Regions from separate parts of the Mus musculus genome. Here region 1 is linked to region 2. The links are chromatin contacts, called in public HiChIP or PLAC-seq maps. All regions are on one chromosome and are shown on one strand. Each heading gives the region's core, a stretch centred on a gene start, on an enhancer-like site or on the middle of the called end of the contact. The rest is flanking DNA. Distances are from core to core; before and after follow the strand shown.

What was found. HiChIP or PLAC-seq counts read pairs in DNA pulled down with a chosen protein or histone mark.
Region 1: an H3K27ac HiChIP or PLAC-seq map of embryonic stem cells shows a contact between it and region 2, with 3 times the contacts expected there. The contact joins two enhancer-like sites. A contact is called at or near these places in 1 of 15 datasets of contacts at CTCF or cohesin (the NIH/3T3 cell line) and 1 of 115 datasets of contacts at active chromatin or transcription factors (embryonic stem cells).

Annotation. Positions count from the first base shown.
Region 1 is chr3:59,873,289-59,879,811 of GRCm38.p6, forward strand. It overlaps Aadacl2fm3 (AADACL2 family member 3), which reads left to right. Exons shown (of 5, transcript NM_001243003.1): 5 at 3,423-4,025. The coding sequence ends at 4,025. Among named protein-coding and RNA genes, the nearest start is that of Aadacl2fm3, 15 kb to the left of the region's middle. Within about 2 kb of position 4,498, at least 2 of the 459 cell types and tissues checked have an H3K27ac peak or open chromatin away from gene starts, as enhancers often do. A contact at or near this core is called in embryonic stem cells, where this site is marked.
Region 2 is chr3:59,538,172-59,544,406 of GRCm38.p6, forward strand. No RefSeq gene overlaps it. Among named protein-coding and RNA genes, the nearest start is that of n-TVcac1, 66 kb to the left of the region's middle. Within about 2 kb of position 2,575, at least 5 of the 459 cell types and tissues checked have an H3K27ac peak or open chromatin away from gene starts, as enhancers often do. A contact at or near this core is called in embryonic stem cells, where this site is marked.

The DNA.
Region 1 (6,523 bases), core at 3,248-5,747, 340 kb after region 2:
ATAATCTGAAAGGGGCAGGAGTGGGCACTCAATCCCCTGGCTGGAGTTACAGACATTTGTGAGCCACCATGTGAGTACTAGCAATGGAAATCAGGACCTCTAGAAGAATAGCCAGTGCTATTGACTGGGCTATTTCTCCAGCTCCAAAACTGCATATATTTTTAGGACACATGGTAAAGTTTGACACATGGTCTTTAATGCAAGGTGAGAATTGAACATTGGTGCATTGGACTTAAGGCATATTGCTCTGTGAATTTAGGAAGTGACTATCTTGCTTAGGTGTTTGTATGTACAAACATACAGGTGCACGCATATAGGTAAAATGAAAAAAAAATGCACCAGGGTATCTGCAATAATTGTTACCAAACTGATAACCCTGTAGTTGTGGGTAGTATAGAGTCATTATCATTGGACAATTTATACACCATGTAACTGAAGAAGATTAAATTTGACCTAAGTCTTGAAATAAGATGGGTAAGGATGTTAGAGTCTAGATTAGCAGACAATATAAGGGAAGAAGTACGGCTATCAGGATTGAAACATTTGTGGAAAATGTTGTGTGCTGGAGTGGGAACACTAAGACCTGCACCAATACTGCCTACCAGCAGATCTTGTCCTTTCTGCTTCCATTCCATATATTCTGCTTTGTCAACCACACTGGGAAGAAAAAGGAACGGTTTCTACTCAACCATTGCTACATCTGCTTCTTCATTTCTCTGGGGTGTCTACTAAAGTTTGTCAAAGTAGCTTCATGTAAAGTCTTGAAATAATTCAAGAAACCTATCACAGGGTGGTTATTATATACCTCTTTTCATGAGATGGCTTTTCTAGCTAGGAAGGAGGGGATAGCCATCCAACTGCAGTGGTTTTCCATCCAAGGTTCTAGTACAGTGCAATGAAGGAGAGGGTCTCGGGGTTCATAGAGAGCTGAACACCACACATTGACTCTGGGGTAAAAGTAACTACCTTAAAACTCTGTGAGATATAAAAGACTAAAAAAAAGGCAGCAGTTTTGTTAACATCTGGACCCCCTTTGATCAAATCAGACCCCATGACTTCTCCAGCTGGTTAATGGATAAAATATTTGTGGTTACTGCTCAGATTTCCATGGTGTTAATAAATCCAAGCAATGATAAGTCTTCAATTACTGACCTTCAATTACTGGTCCTTTATAGGGACCATTATAAGTGAAGGTCCTATTCACCAGAGCTTCTGAGAGATTTGGTATGTGATACTCTGAAAGTACTTTAGTGTACCAGGAACTACTCTTTTGGGGTTTCTCATAACAAAGGATGGTGGTAGGAAGTACTTAGAGGTCAGGACAAACATCCCTGTATCTTACAATTTAACACAAAGACATGGAAGAAGTAACTGTGTGGCTCAGCATAGGGCTAGAGAGAACTTCAAACCCAGACACTCCCTCCCTTAGCTCTTTCCATTCTGCTAACCTGTTGATTTGCTGGCATTTCTTGGTTTCTTTTGATGTAAACTTTGTGGAGTTTAAAATACTGCTGAGAAAGTCATTCTTCACTTTTTTCTTAATGTGTGAGTGATTTGATTTAATTAATTTTTCTCTTTTTTTGTGTGTCTTTGTGGATTTATATTCACATGAGTGTGCATATTTGTTTGCTCTGGCATGTACATATGTTGTACATATGTGTGTTTAAGCATGTGGCAGTCAGCTGTTTCCTCATTTTCCTTTCCTTTCCTTTCCTTTCCTTTCCTTTCCTTTCCTTTCCTTCTTTCTTTCTTTTTTTTTTTTTCTGAAATAGGCTCTTACTGTGAGGCATTTATTGGCCTGTAACTTAATATGTAAACCAGTTTTGCCTTGAAAGTCACATATATATTACTTTCTACTGATCCTGGAGCTCACTAGGATCACCTATTAGATTAAATAGCCAGTGAATTCAGATGTTCCTTTCTTTCTCTACCCTAGCCTAGCACTGGGGCTAGCTCCTACTATATCCAGGTCTAATTTCAGGTCATGTTCTTGAGGCTTATTCTAGCAAGGATACTACCAATTGAGCCATCTCCCAAGAATAAGATTGCACTTAACTCATAAATTTCTTGTTTATCTCAATGAGCCATGAAAAACTTAAACTGAAGCCGGGAGTGGTGGCGCACGCCTTTAATCCTAGCACTCGGGAGGCAGAGGCAGGCGGATTTCTGAATTAGATGCCAGCCTGGTCTACAAAGTGAGTTCCAGGACAGCCAGGGCTATAGAGAAACCCTGTCTCAAAAAACCAAACCAAACCAACCAAACAAACAAACAAAAAACTTAAACTGAAGTATAATCTTCCTGTTTCTCAAGAACCATCAGGAGGCGTTACCTCAACTGGGGGCCATATCAATTATACATGAGAGAGCTACTGCTTGTCTTAGCCTCAGTTTTACTCTTGTACTACTTACTCTCCAGATGATCTGGGACACTACATTTAATTTGGAAAATTACCAGCCTAAAGACACTGGGAAGGATCAAGAGTCTGACAACATTTTCTTAGGAAAAAAAAATTCTTTCTTCATTTCCCTTATGAACTTGATGGACTGTGTCTATTGTATGTGCATTTTGGAGTTTGTCAGATAATTTTTGGGGGAATGTGTTCTTTGATGGGGCTTGTCCTTGATCTAAACAGATCTTCCCCGTGGAGGATTGGAGGGCTGTAGAGACAGACATTTGTGGTTGTGGTAGTACTGTATAAAACACATGTGCTGCCTAAGTGATGACCCTTTGGAGGCCACTGTACATTTTCTCCTGAAGTGAACAGGACTATAAAATGAAAGGGAAGAATATCCTTAAAGCTACAAACTCTCATTTCTGGTAAAGACAGGTTACACATAAATTGTTCGACTACTTCCTTTTGCCCTTCTGATTTTTGTATTTTCTGTCATATTATAGTACTAATTAGCTAAAGGTAAGGCATATGATAGTACTGTTTTCAACATGTAACAACAAATGGTTATGTTCATTTGAATGAGTATTGACATGCTGTTTTATTATATTTATTGTCTGCTCCTTTAGTTACTATTTATCAAATATTGTTAAAAGCAAGTTGGGTATCATGACATATGTCTATGTCCAGATCACTTGGGAGGCAATAACTTTTATATAGATAAAAATAACTTGTCACCAAAAACTAAAAAAGTATTTTTAAACATAACCTTTCTGTCATGTTCAGTAGGACTCTTCAGATCATGGTCCTATTTTCTTGCCATGTGTGAATGAATATGTGTGAACAGGAGAGTGTGTACCACTTTCTCACTGAAGAAGATGAATGATGTTCATGTTTCAAAGAATGAGAAAATATGAGAGTAATCATTAGACACTGGGTTTGTAAATTTATTTACCTCAAGTTACTAAAACAAAGGTGCCACTCCTTCTGCTTAAAAGCTATTAACTCATTAACACTCATACTGTTTTACAGCTACAGGATGATCCAGAATACAAAAACAAAATTAAGGCACAAACCTTGCTATATCCTGCACTACAGGCACTTGATACCTTAATGCCATCTCATAGAGAATATAAGCATGGTCCCTTTCTGACAAGGAAGGTAGCAATTAGGTTGACGTGTCTATATTTATCAGAAGATAAAGAATTGCCCAAGACAATACTGAGAAATGCTCATGTACCTCAAGAGTCAAGACATTTGTTCAAGTTTGTTAACTGGAGTGACTTCCTTCCTGAAAAGTACAAAAAGAACCATGTTTACACTGAACCAGTTCTTGGAAATCTAAATGCATCCCATCCAGGACTTGTGGATAGTAGGGCATCACCTTTGTTAGTCAACGATTCCCAGTTACAGAAATTGCCATTAACTTACATCCTCACATGTGAACATGACATCCTAAGAGATGATGGACTTATTTACGTCACACGACTCAGAAAGGTTGGAGTTCCCATCATCCATGACCATGTAGAGGATGGAATTCATGGAGCCATATCATTTTCCACAGCACCGTTTTATTTAAAATTAGGTCTGAGATTAATAGATAAGTATATAATTTGGTTAAAAGAAAATCTGTGATGGTACATGTAGCTAGTTGGTCATTTATTTAGCAATGTAACCAAAACATTATACTTTAAAATATTTTAAAATTAAAGAGTTAAACTATGACTTGAACTTTGGATAAACATAACTTAATTGGGTGTGTTAGGACAGTTACTTTGCTAATTTTCAATGCTGACAAAACTGCGATATTTGTTTCATTGTCATCTTTATTATCATGAGTTAAGATACTCTCTAAGATTTCTAATCTACTAGTTCAGTACTAAAAATTGAGATTCTGATACTTTAGATAAACTTAAAAATTATGATTAAAATTGCCAATGTTCCATTGACTGCAGCTTGCAGTTTGATTGCAAATTTAAGATCTTTAATTCACCTATATATTGTAATTAGAATAATTACAAGAGTAATCACCTTATGAAAGCACTAATTAGGCTATACAGCCATACAAAGCTCAGAGCTGCCTCAGCGGGGCTTGTGGAGTTCTTTTGTTTTGCAAACTGTGACTAAGGAAGTTCTTGGGACCTCACCCCTCCCTGTGTTCAAGGGAATTTCTTTTTAGCTAAAAGAACATTGTTGCAGATCTATCCAGATGTTGTTCTAAATAATGCTTAAATTCAGAATTTATAAAAAGTCAATCAGCTGTAGAACTTATAAAGACACTACAATCTGGCTTGCTTACTTCATATACAGTTATTATAGTTTTAAAAGTTTGTCTTTTCCTTTGCATCCTGATAATTGTAAAGGATTTGCTTCTAGTGAACTGGTGATCACGGGAAAATTTTGCCTGTAGGTGTGGCTAATATAGCTTTACATTATGTAAGAAAAATTTTTATTGTCTCTGCTTCAATACAAGAAGCTAAGAGTTTGAATCTTTCCGTGTATATTGTTTCCTAAGTGGAAAGTATTTTATTAGCTAAAGCCTCTAAAGGGAATTTTACTTCAAATCTTTGCTTTCACACAATAAGCTTTAAAGTTCTGGGGAGTAGTTGTTGCTCCATAAGATTCAGAGGCAATATCTTTTTTAATATTTAGGGCTTTAGTTATGCTAGAAAATTGTGGTACAGAAAATCTAAGAAAGAGAAATTGATTTGCTTCAAAATTTTTATTTTCAAAAGCTTCCAAGAGATGTTAATCAGCTAAGATCTCACCTTAAACTCACCACAGGGGGACTTAACCCTTTGTTAGGTGCTATCAAGTGAGATTCAAATTAACTGGTGAGAAACAAAAAAGCAGAAGAAACTTCTATGATCAATTGTTATCAGTCATGATCAATGGTAATCAAATATTAGCTGCTTATTCTAGTTATTGTTATGAGCCCACAGCAATACTTTGACAGAGAAAGCAATCAATGGCTACCCTTATTTCTGATTAATAAACAAATAAAATATGCACATGTGACTATTTAATACCTATTCAGGCTTTCTAGTTATGAAAAGGATCCACTTATTGGTACATGGCATGATCCTGAACAGAAAGTTAATATGGGGAAGAGAGGGAGTGTTTCTGTTTTTTCCACAGAATGCTTCCAATGTGACAGGCTGACCTGTGAGTTCCTGAGTGCCTTGACAGTGGTGACAAGAAAGCTGTTTTGAGCACACAGAGAAAGAGGAATCAGGGAAAGCAGCCACTTGCAAACAAGATGAAGAAACTTCCGATCTCTGCCATGGGATACAGCAAGGAGAGCTGACCTGGTGTCAACTTGGGACAACTAAAAATGATGACTCGTGAGGGAGAAGACTGCTACAGAGTATTGGACAAGATTTTATCAGAGACACTGGTTTTGGCCATTCGGGCTGTAAAAGCTTGTGTGCCTTACCTGTATGCTATATTGTTATATAGTTTTAAGAGTTCAGATCACCAATCTTGGCAAGTTTTTTCATATTCATTGTAATTCTTGTCAATTAATTAATTGTGTAGATCCTAATTTAGATAAGGAATCTGCTGTTATGATTTTGTTAAAGAGACCTGCTTATGTTTTGCTGCCTATTAGAGTTAGGAAATGATCCTTGGTTTAAAAATCTGGGAATGCAAACTTTGGAAAGGTATCTACCACAGCTTTAGATCAGCAGCTGCATACTGCTCATTTTGTTAATGATATGCATAAGAATATTTCTGTAGCCTTGTCAGAGCTGCATATTATAGATAAAAAATTGGAGGCAAAGGTTAATGCCCTAGAAGAAGTAGTGCTGGCAATAGGGGAAGATATTGCAAATATTAAGGTTAGGTTAGCTACTAATTGTCAAGCTTCATTCCAATACATTTGTGTCACCCCATTAACTTATAATACAACCATTGATTGGGAAAAGACTAAAGCTCATTTGCAGGGAGTATGGAGAGATACTGATATTTCTCATGACTTGGAACAGATAAAGGGAGAAATTTCAGATATTAGCAAAAGATATTTGGACACTTGGAACATTGATGAATTGGCCAAAGATTTAAAAAATAACCTAAGTTCAATGAATCCCCTGGATTGGGTTCAATATATAATCCTACTTGCTATTATTATTGGC
Region 2 (6,235 bases), core at 1,325-3,824:
TCGCCCCTATTTAAAGCTTACTATGGGGGAGTTGAAACCTTTATTTGATATTCTTAAAGGGAGTTCTGATCCTACCTCCCCTAGATCTTTAACCTTAGAAGTATTGCTGGCCTTACAACAAATGGAAAAAGCTATTGAAGATCAATTTGTCACTTATATAGATTACTCTTTGCCTTTACATCTCTTAACTTTTAATACAATTCATGTGCCTTCAGGATTGTTGTGGAAAAAGTCTCCTCTAATGTGAATACATTCGAGGATATCTCCTAAGCATAATATCTTGCCATATTATGAAGCAGTAGCTCAGATGATTATCCTTGGAAGGAAGCAGGCACTAACTTATTTTTGCAAAGAGCAAATATTGTTCAGCCTTACAACATAGGTCAAGACACTTGGCTGAAGTAGCACAGTACAGATTGGTTGCTTGCTCAAATAGGATTTAAAGGAACTATAGACAGCCACTACCCTCAAGATAGGTTGATAAAATTTTTGAATGTACATGAGGTGATATTTCCTAATATGACCTCTTTACAACAATTCTGTTCTTGTGTTTACTGATGGCTCCTCAAAAGGGCAAGCTGGATTTCTTATAAATAATCAACAGGTAATCATAAAGACTCCTGGTCTCTCAGCTCAATTAGCAGAATTAACAGCAGTACTGAATGTCTTTCAGTCTGTGAATGATGCTTTTACTATTTTTACTGATAGTTTATATGTTGCACAATCGGTACCCTTATTGGAGACCTGTGGTATGTTTAACTTTATACGCCAGCAGGATCCCTGTTTTCACAATTGCGAAACATCATTCTTGCCCGAAAACATTCATTCTATATTGGACACAAACGATTTCATTCTGGTTTTCCTGGACCTTTAGCTGAAAGCAATGATTGCATCGATAGAGCTCTAATAGGAGACGCCTTAATTTCAGAACCTGTTGTTTTGGCCAAATGTGATCATGAAAAATTTCATCTCTCTAGCTATACCTTAAGGCTCCGACATAAGATCACTAAGGAGCAGGCAAGAATGATTGTAAAACAATGTCCTAAATGTATTACATTATCTCCAGTGCCACATTTAGGAGTTAATCCATGAGGTCTTATAACTAATCATATTTGGCAAATGGATGTAACTCATTATGCAGAATTTGGAAAATTAAAATATATACATTTTGTATTTGTATTGACACTTGTTCAGGATTTCTTTTTGCTTCTCTGCATACTGGAGAAGCCTCCAAAAATGTAATTGATCTTTGCCTACAAGCCTTTAATTCCATGTGATTGCCTAAACTTATTAAGACAGATAACGGGCCATCCCATTCTAGCAAAAATTTTACTTCATTTTGTAAAGAATTTGGCATTAAACATAAAACTGGAATTCCTTATAACCCCATGGGACAAGGAATAGTTGAACGTGCTCATCTCACTTTTTAAAAATTGGCTTTTAAAAATGAAACAAGGGCTGTTATATCCCCCAAGGTCACCAAAGGCACATCTTGCTTTTGCTTCATTCTAAATGTTTTGCAAACTGATGTTAAAGGTCAGTCTGCAGCAGATCGCCACTGGCATCCAGTTACTTCTAGTTCTTATGCCATGGTAAAATGGCGGGACCCCTTAACTAACGAATGGAAGGGTCCAGACCTGGTCGTAACCTGGGGAAGGGGCTCGGTCTGTGTCTTTTCACAAAAAGAAGATGGAGCATGATGGCTGCCTGAAAGATTAGTTCGTCAACTGGACACAGATCCTGAATCTTCCAGTAAGTATGACTCTGACCTTGATTATAGCTAAAAATCCTCTTTAGCCGAAAAGTTAATTTGGAGCACAGCCTCCTCTCCCAGAAAGTTACAGCCTTTCTGTGATTCTCAAAGTCACCACCCCAACACTAGGACCTCTGAGTCTAATCCTGATCATTGCTTATTTGCAATTGAATGGAGTACCCGAACTTCCCCCAAAGAAGCTTTTGTACTGTTGCTTTTCACTGTCTTGACTTTGTTTTTCAAGCAGGTCAGTCAACTCCCTTCAGCCTGACTGCAGCAGGTGTGCAGCCTCACCTCCAACAGTGCAGGTGGCAGTTATTAATCTTCATCAAGAAGCATTCTAAGTACATATTGTGGCTTTGGTCTGAATTGGAAATAAGGTGTGCTAATGAAGGCCGGACAGTCAATGACAGGCACCCATATCTCAGAACCATACTAATCTAACACAGAGGTACATGCCAAAAGGCTGTAGCTGTTGATAACACACACACCACAGAGCCATATTTTGTGTGAAATATAACACAAACAATCTGCATGTAGCTTCCAAGACAGAATTGGATGGTTCAGGAAGATCTAAGATTTCCTAAGACAGGCACGCCTACCAGCCACCATAACTCCCAGGCAGGACTATAGAGCATAAATAAATTTTATGCCTCAGTCCAGTTTTTTTAGTATTAATAACAGGGAGGAAATTGTAACCTCCCCACATCCTGAAGCAGGCTGAGCCAGACCTTGACCTTGCTGCCACTAAGGAGATTACCTAAGGTGGAGCCTTCCTCCCTAGATCACTCTATTGTTCAGCCAATGCAGCTGTTCCTCTTTAAGATACTGCTACCTGCTGGGAGGCTGCTGAGCTATTCCAGAGACTATACCCTATCCTGCACATCTTTACCTGCAGCTGGTTCCAGGCTCCAAGGATGAATTGGCTGGAATGGGCCTCCCCCCTCCCCCTTTATAAGCACATTTGCCATTAAACATATGAGCTTTAATCAGGAACCTTGACTTAACTCCATTTTTCTCTCAAATGCCTAAATCCCCTCTCTTTCAGCTCTGGCCTGCCACTCAGGTATACCCTGTCCATGTGAGCCGCTGGCCAGCTCACAACACTTTCCTAGAAGCATAAACATGAAAGCACGAGGACATGCCAATACTTATGTTAATAGTATCAGAGAAAAATATAAATGTCAAAGGCAGCACAGCCTGAGAGATGTTTTCCTGCCTTGATCTCCTGTGTATCCAGGTGACTCTCCTGAACACAAGAGAGAACTGGTTGGGGAGAGGGCATTGTTCTGGGTGAGGGGCCTTGTTGTGCTGGAAGAGACTGAATGTGAGCTGGTGCAAACTGAGAGAGGACACCAAACCAAACTGCAGTATCTCAGTGTACTGCAAGCAGTATAAACACAGAGGAATCCCCCCAAAATTCACAACTGCTGACAAAACAAAGTAAAAATCATGGAGTAAATAGAATTCTAAGGTGACCTTCAAGGTTCCCAGTCACTGGGAGATCCACATTATCTGACATAGTCAATTAAATAATAAGCTTAGTACTCTGAGGAGAAATTATGTAAGTGAAATGAAATTTTCAGACAAGGGGCCTTCAGATCAGGTGACTAGATTAGATACCCTAACCAATCACGTGGTCCCTTAAATCAAGGATTTACATTTTCTGCACAAAAGACAAGTCTGAGAGGGGAAAAATGGAGGCCATGTGAGCTATCTCAATTGCCTCTTAAAGTAAAAGGGTTCACATGGCAACCTTTAAAAAAGAGATGGCTTCCCAGAAAGTAACTGAAAAAAAAATAAAAGCTGAAAAACAAATTGAGGCCAGTTATGGTTGGGCACAGCTGAATTCCCAGCAAGAGGGATTTCACTTGGAAAAAGAATTATGAGTTCAAAGTGAATCTTGGCAGCATAGCGCCAGTGCTTCAGGTCAGCTTTACTATGAAGTAATCCTTTTTCTCAAAATATAAAAGAGACTGGTAGGGAGTTAGAGACATAGAGAGATAGGAGAAGAAGAGCAGAAGGGAAAAGAGGGAGGAATGAGAGAAGAGGGAAAGAAAGAGAGAAGGAGGAGAAGGGGAGGGGAAGATTAAGAAGTAGACAATGTAGGAGAGGGAGAGAGAGAAGGAAAGGGAAAAGGGGAGAGGGAGGGGAAGTGGAAAGGAGGGAGGGGGACATGGAGGGGTAGGGGTACAGGTATGGTTAGAAGGAGGGGAAGAGGGAGAGAGGGAGAGGAGAGGTAGGGGATGAGAGAGGGAATGTTCTTAGACAGAATGATTCTTTAGTTTTACAGCCATAGAAAATTACAGAGGTTCAGTATAGATATCTAAAGATCTGCATCTTGTAGCATACTTTTGCTAGTTGGTTTTTATTTTCCACCAGTCGCTTGGTTCACATGCAACAGGCAAAACCAGAATGATTTTATGTGGGAACTGAGCACCCAAGCCAAAGCTACAGGGGTCTGAATTTTCAGTGGGGGTTGTGAGAGGATATTCTAATTGCTGATATAAATGTTGATCACTGTGAGAAATTTTAGTGCTGTTTCCTTTGCTATCCATTTGATGAAAAAAGAAATTGAACTGGGCATTAGAATATCAGAAGGCTGACATTGTCTTATAAATACCAAGCAAAATGGGTAGGGTGGGGTCAGATCTTCCATCTCTACCACTGACATATGGTGCTTCTTCTAATGCCTATTTCTGGAATGTTTGTCAAATTCAGGATGATGAGGTCACATGGGTTATTTTCATGACTTCTAGTCTGATGCATTGAGTCCTTTGATCTACACATCTATTTTTAAGTCTGTGTCATGCTTATTTCCTTCCTATGGCTCAGCACTATAAGAAATCTAGTACGAGGTTTTGTGGGAATTTGTCAATCAGCATTCTTTTCCCTAGAACTCTTTTGTTGTGCAGGATCTTTTGTAATTCCTGATGCATTTAAGATTGGTTTGCAGTGACACTGCGGTTTTAAATGATGGCCTTGAATCTACAGTAGGCTTTGTATAATGGATATTTACTCAATAGTAAATAGTGATATCTGTAGTTATGTTTGGTTTTTCATTTTCTAGTATCCTGCTCAGTTGTTTTAAGTTTTTAACCTGTTGCCACACTGTTAAATGAATACTAAGGTATTATTTTCTCAAATTATTGATGATGAGATTATTTTAGTGATTTATTTCCAAAGGGATTGCCAGCTGTATAGAGAAAGACTACGGATTATTATATTTTAATTTTGTCTCCATCCACTTTACTTTCCATGTCTTAGTGTTTTCTGGTAGACTATTATTAGGGGCACTTATATTTTGAAACATGTGCAAAAAAGGAGGCTGAGACTTCTCCTTAGTCTTCACATCTCTTATTTGTTCATCTTGTCTTATTGCTCTAGTGAATATTTTAGCATTAAATAAGAATAAGAAAATTGTGCATTTTTACCCAAATGTTTCTTTATATATCCTTTATTATGTTGAGATATATTTCTTCCCATTTAGAGAATTTTATCATGAAGATTGCTGTGTTTTGTGAAAATACGGTTTTTGCACCTATTAAGAAAACCATATAACTCCTTTGAGTTCATTTATATCATTTACAACATGTATTGGCTTATACATATTGAACCATCCCTGAACATCTGCAATCAAATCTACTTATGGAGAGTGAAACTTCTTCATGTGTTTTTGAATTGGCTAACATGTATCTTTTAAATATTTAATCCCAGATATTTGTTTGTCCATATAATTGGTCACAAAACAGGCCTCAACAGATACAAAAATATTGAAATTGTCCCATGCATACTATCAGATCTCCATGGACAAAGGGTGATCTTCAATAACAACATAAATAATAGAAAGCCAACATTCACATGGAAGCTGAACAACACTCTTCTCAATGATACCTTGGTCAAGAAAGAAATAAAGAAAGAAATTAAGGACTTTATAGAGTTTAATGAAAATGGACCCAAAACATGCCCAAACTTATGGGACACAATGAAGGCATTTCTAAGAGGAAAACTCATAGCTCTGAGTGCCTCCAAAAAGAAACTAAAGAGAGCACACATTAGCAGCTTGACAACACACCTAAAAGCTCTAGAACAAAAGGAAGCAAATTCACCCAAGAGGAGTAGACAGCAGGAAATAATCAAACTCAGGGGCAAAATCAAACAAGTGGAAACAAGAAGAACCATTCAAGAAATCAACAAAGGAGCTGGTTCTTTGAGAAAATCAACAAGATAGATAAACTCTTAGCTAGACTCACTAGAGGGCACAGGGAGAGCATCCTAATTAACAAAATCAGAAATGAAAAGAGAGACATAAAAACAGATCCTGAAGAAATCCAAAACAACATCAGATCCTTCTACAAAACGCTATACTCAACAAAACTGGAAAACCTGGATGAAATGGACAAATTTCTAGACAGATACCAGGGACTAAAGTTAAATCAGGATCAGTTTAATGATCTAAACAGTCCTATATCCCCTAAAGAA